2 separate regions of the Sus scrofa genome follow, and region 2 is linked to region 1. A link is a contact called in public Hi-C data. All regions are on one chromosome and are shown on one strand. The core of a region is the stretch at or near the end of the contact, and the rest is flanking DNA. Distances in the headings are between cores, read along the strand shown. Region 1 holds the start of RFFL (E3 ubiquitin-protein ligase rififylin). Region 2 holds the start of CCT6B (T-complex protein 1 subunit zeta-2).

Region 1 (2,700 bases), core at 107-2,606:
TCAGTAACTTGAACTGTCGCTGAGAAAACCACAACTGCTCCCCAAACTGTTGCACGACAAGGGTGACAGGAAGTCTCTGTCCCCCAAACCACCTGTGAAAGGGAGGAACTTACTTCCTTAGAAGGCCACACGGACCTGGGGATGTTTGTGCTCCAGGCTACTGTGGCCTTTAGCCGGGGTGCAAAGCGGCAATTGTGGGTAAAGCCTTATTTCCAAGCTGACAACTCTTCTTCCCTGGGGTAGGCTGGGAGAACATGGTACCCTCTTCCCTGATTACACAAGCAGGCTTTCCCCTAGAGCAAATGACAGACCAACAAAAAGGCGTGAAAATATACTGTGGTTTCTATCTTCTGCCAGCCTGAAGTCAAGCTCTGAGCAGAGAGAAGCCTGCGACGCTCTGGCACCCCGGGTCTAGCATACTGCCCCGTGCCTGGTCAAATGTCTCATGGGCAGCCAGCTGCAGAGAGGCCCCACTTCCCTCTGCATCTTAGCTACTGGCGACCTCACACACACTACCTCAAATGAACAGAAGACAACTCCCAGAAGAGGGACCACAGGACCCTGGGCGGGGCGGGGGACTCCTCTAAGAGGAGAGAACCACATCCCCAAACTTCTCCATCAAGCCTCCAAACTCCAGCCGCCTCCTTCCACGATGCTCGCAGGGCTCCCGCACCAAGAAGCAGGGTCAGGCTAGTTCCTTTAAATGAAGACGCAGGCCGCCCGGTACCTGACTCAGTTTCCACCGCTGTAAAGCAGCATCTTTCCCCCACAAGCCAACTGAATCTGCCGACGCGAGGGCATTTGGAGATATTTGAGGGTACACGTCTGAGTTGCTGCCTCCCGCAGGTGAAATGCTTCCTTTGAAGAGGCTTTTAATGGGACAGGTGCGGGCTACCTTGAATGCGCAGACTTTCAGCGAGGCAGGGCTTCCCCCATCCCCTGTAGGCAGGGAGAGTCCCAGGCCGCGCCCCGCACAGAAGAGGCGCCCCCGGACCACAGTTTGGTGAGACCCGAGGCCAAGCAGCGGCCCCCACCCCGGCCTCACGCAGGACCCCACCCCAGACCGGGCGCACCGCGAATCCCAGCCCCACCGCCTCCTCACCTGCCGAGGCCGCCTGTCCGGCCCGCACCTGGGAGGGGAGGGGAGGGGCCGGATCCGGGCCGCAGACGCCTCAGGCAGGGGGGCTGCGGGCTCCGCCGCGGCCGCGTCTCCGGGGCTGAGGGGCACCGGGGGGCAGTCGCGACATCCTCACGGGCGGCCCCAGGAAGTTGCCCCCCCACCTATTCCCGGCCGCCCGGCCCGGTCGCTCCCGCCCCTCGCGCGGCCCCACCCCCGGCGCGGCCCCGCCCCCCCTCGGGAGCGCGCCTCCGCTCCTGGCGCGCCCGAGCCACCATAGAGAGGGGCGAGGCGCGCGGCGGGCTAGAGCGTGGCCTTCGCGAGCGCCCCCTGGCGGAGCCTAGGCCGCCAGAGGCCGGGCCCTCCAGGTCGGGGCCTCAGCTGTCCCTGTTGCTTTGGTCACACTGCACTCTGCACGAGTAGCTGAAAGGTCCAGGTACACGGTCCAGCTTGGGGACCCTGAGCGAGTCCCATAACATTTCAGAACTGGTTTCATAATAAAAGTTTGAAAGTTGCCTCGCTTGCATATTCCATCGTTCCTCACTGCAATGGCTATCCGCAGGTGATGGTCCCCAACATACAGTGGAAGAAACCCAGGACCCTCAGGGTTCACTAGCTCATTCAAGGTCCCATAGCTGGAAGGTATTACAAGGCAGATCTGGGGACAGCAAGACCCATGTTTGTCCTGCTCACTCTATGGCACCTCTAGAATTTTCCAGCCTAAGCCCCAAGGGTTAGCTCTTTGTACATTAAGAAAGTGAGGAAAAGGGGGGGGCGGCGTTCCCTTAGTGGCTCAGCGGGTTACAAACTGCCAAGTATCCGTGAGGATGCAGATTCAATCTCTGACCTTGCTGAGTGGGTTAAGGATCCAGCGTTGCCAAGAGCTGTGGTGTAGGTCCAGACGCAGCTCAGTTCCTGCCCTTGCTGTGGCTGTGGGGTAGGCTGGCAGCTGCAGCTCTGATTTGATCCCTAGCCTGGGAACTTCCATATGCCATGGGTGCGGCCCTAAAAAGCAGAAAAATAAAAATAAAAAAAAAGAGAGGAAACTGCTCAGAGGAAGGCCCTGATGGAATGAAGATGACTGAGAGGAGGAGTGCACCTCGGCCATTCATTAGCTGCTGTGTACATTTTGGCAGGTATTCAACCCTTCTGAACTTGTTCCTCCTCCCTGAAGAAACTGGTATGGTTGTGTGAGGCAGGTTTATATGAGGATTAAATAAGCTAATAAATATAGAAGTCCTTAATTAACCATAAAGCACCAGGGTTGCATGGGGGGGGGATCAATAACCAGTATGGGCTAAGATAAGGACTATCACAGGGAAAAGTGAGTTAAAATCAATATCGTTTATACATGCACACTCTGTCACTTTACAAGTATTATTTCCAACCTTCACAGCCCAGCAAATTAATGAAGATCTGTGTGGTAAGAAATTTACCCAGGGAGTTCCTGTCGTGGCTCAGCGGAAACAAATCTGACTAGTATCCATGAGGACACAGGTTTGATCCCTGACCTCGCTCAGTGGGTTAAGGATCCGGCATTGCCGTGAGCTGCAGTGTAGGTCACAGACACAGCTTGGATCTAA
Region 2 (2,700 bases), core at 198-2,697, 130 kb before region 1:
TAAGGATCCATTATTTCAGTGCAGCAGCTTGGGTCACTGGGGTGGTATGGGTTCAATCTCTGGCCTGGGAAGTTCCACATGCCACTGGGTGAGGCCAAAACAAAACAAAACAAACACCCCTACCATAATTTTCATGTTCTCCATCACCTTCAAGGTAAAATCCAAACTATTTAGCAATGATATAGTTTACCTTTCCCAGTCTGGATAATGTCTATTTTTCACTACCTCTTCTACCAAATGAGATCTTGTGGGAAAATCTTGTGGTTCCCTTAACATAACATGTTCAGTTTTGTTTCTGTTGGATCTACACCACTGGGCTTTCTTGTTCCTGAAGTTATTCTATCTAGAAGGCCTTTACTCCCTTCCCCAACCTGTGAACTCTTAACTCATCTTGCAGGACTCTGATGAAAAATCCTGTTATTTGAGAAGCTTTTCCTTTTCCCTTCTGCCATCAGTAATCAGTCCCTTCCCATATATATATTTAGCACATTCATCTCTACTAGAACTCCTTAAGATCAGAAACCGTGTCTTAAACATCTCATTCCCAGCATCCCAGTTAGAATAAATGCCCTCTTTCACCGCTAATTTTATTTTGCTCATTCCTCTGAAACTGTACCTCTCTCCTCTTACACCTTTTTTCCCTCACCAGTCACTTTCTCTCTCTTCTAAATACCGGTCCTAGGTAAACACAGGCTCAAAGGATGGCTATGATGAAGCGCTGGTACAGAGCGTACAACTTGCTCAAGGACTCACAGCCAAAATTGACAGAACTTGATCTTGCATAGCTAGAAGGGGAACTTGGATCCGAACCCAAGCCTGCCAGGCTCTAAAGCCCATGCCGTCTCCACTACAACACAATGCCAAACAAAATCCAAACTAAGGGCATAATAAAGAACAGGGGAGTTAGAGGGCCTATGTTTCATATGAGACACTAAATGAACTAACTTTCTAGTTGCATATGAACCTCAACAACAAGTTGGGGGGCAGGAAGGGGGTAGGTATGACAGCTTCACTAGAGGGCCCTTTCCTCGGGGAAAAGTTCTTCTCCGCCAGGCTAGACAGCTCAAGGCAGAAATGCCGAACGAGGGAAAACAGGCCCACAAGCGCGTGCACATCGCTCCAATCTCTTCGCGGAACGTCCAACGCAGAGCGCGTCGCGACACCCAACAAATCCCCAACGCCCTAACCGCCGCTCCAACCGCCGCCTCACATTTTCATGGTGCCCTTAGGGCCTAAGTTGGTCCGCAGCACATCCTGCAGCCCTCGGGCGGCGCATATATTGACAGCTAAAGCTGCCTGTGCCCGCGCCACCTCAGCTTTGGCGTTTACGGCCTTTATCGCGGCCATGGCCACCTGCAGCAGCGTACACGCCAACAAAAGCTGCCTCTGCCTCGAGTCTGAGGGAAACCCGTGCGCCACGGCCCACGCTCCGGAGCCTCAGCCAACCCGCGATCCAACAGGAAGTGACGTTATCAGGCATCGCCGGGACGGAAGCCAGAATCGCCTCGGGTCCGGCCGCGAAGATGGCGTCCTCCGCGTCTGCTCGGCCTTCGGCCGGGAAGCGAGTGGTGAATCAGGACGAATTGCGGAGGTTGATGAAAGAGAAGCAGCGTCTGAGCACCAACCGAAAACGGATAGAATCTCCATTCGCGAAGTACAACCGTTTGGGGCAGCTGAGTTGTGCCCTGTGTAACACCCCGGTTAAGAGCGAGCTCCTGTGGCAGACTCACGTCCTCGGAAAGCAGCACCGAGAGAAAGTGGCCGAGCTGAAAGGCGCGAAGGAGGCCACCCAGGGTCCGTCCGCCAAGAGGAAGGCACCAGATGCAGAGAGCCAAGATGCCAAAAGAGTGAAGGCCTCTCCGGTGCCTCAGGTACAGCCCTCCACTTCCGCCTTGCCCACCAACTTTGACAAAACCGGAAAGGAATCCACTAGAACGACCCTCAGTAAGTCTTCGGGACTCGGTTTACTCCCTGATTATGAAGATGAGGAAGAGGAGGAGGAGGAAGAGGGGCAGGGAGGAGGAGGAGAAGGGAAGAAAGGGGATGCCAGTAAGCAGCCGTCCAACGTACCGAGCAAGGAACACTCACTTCCCTCCTCGCGGGAGGCAAGTGGTAGTCGGCTGCCAAGCGGCTTTTCAGATACAAATCCTCCCAAGGCCCCTTTAATTCCTCATTCGGGGTCAATTGAGAAAGCAGAGATACATGAAAAAGTAGTGGAAAGGAGAGAAAACACTGCCGAAGCATTACCGGAAGGGTTTTTTGACGACCCTGAGATAGATGCGAGGGTACGAAAGGTTGACGCCCCAAAGGATCAGATGGACAAAGAGTGGGACGAATTTCAAAAAGCCATGAGACAGGTGAACACTATTTCCGAAGCCATAGTTGCTGAAGAGGATGAGGAGGGACGGTTGGACCGGCAGATTGGAGAGATCGATGAGCAGATAGAGTGCTACCGTCGGGTGGAAAAGCTGCGGAATCGCCAGGATGAAATAAAAAATAAGCTTAAAGAGGTGCTGACCATTAAAGAATTGCAGAAAAAGGAAGAGGAGAATGTTGACAGCGATGATGAGGGAGAGCTACAGGATTTATTGTCTCAGGATTGGCGGGTGAAAGGGGCTTTGTTATAGGATTTCACAGACGCAAGATTTCTACACCCTCTACGATTGTATAAAAAGTGCCGTCTCTCAATGTAACGTTTAC

What was found. A called contact is a pair of places that touch in the nucleus more often than the background predicts.
Region 2: a Hi-C map of mesenteric adipose tissue shows a contact between it and region 1, with 2.3 times the contacts expected there. The contact joins the promoter of CCT6B here to the promoter of RFFL in region 1. A contact is called at or near these places in 1 of 5 promoter capture datasets (liver), 6 of 47 Hi-C or Micro-C datasets (embryonic fibroblasts, heart right ventricle, liver and 3 more) and 2 of 2 datasets of contacts at active chromatin or transcription factors (alveolar macrophages and skeletal muscle).

Annotation. Positions count from the first base shown.
Region 1 is chr12:40,073,915-40,076,614 of Sscrofa11.1, reverse strand. RFFL (E3 ubiquitin-protein ligase rififylin) reads right to left here and starts at 1,356. Exons shown (of 6, transcript XM_013981148.2): 1 at 1,103-1,356.
Region 2 is chr12:40,203,869-40,206,568 of Sscrofa11.1, reverse strand. CCT6B (T-complex protein 1 subunit zeta-2) reads right to left here and starts at 1,447. Exons shown (of 14, transcript XM_005674603.3): 1 at 1,211-1,447. The coding sequence starts at 1,347. It also overlaps a transcript of LIG3 not described here.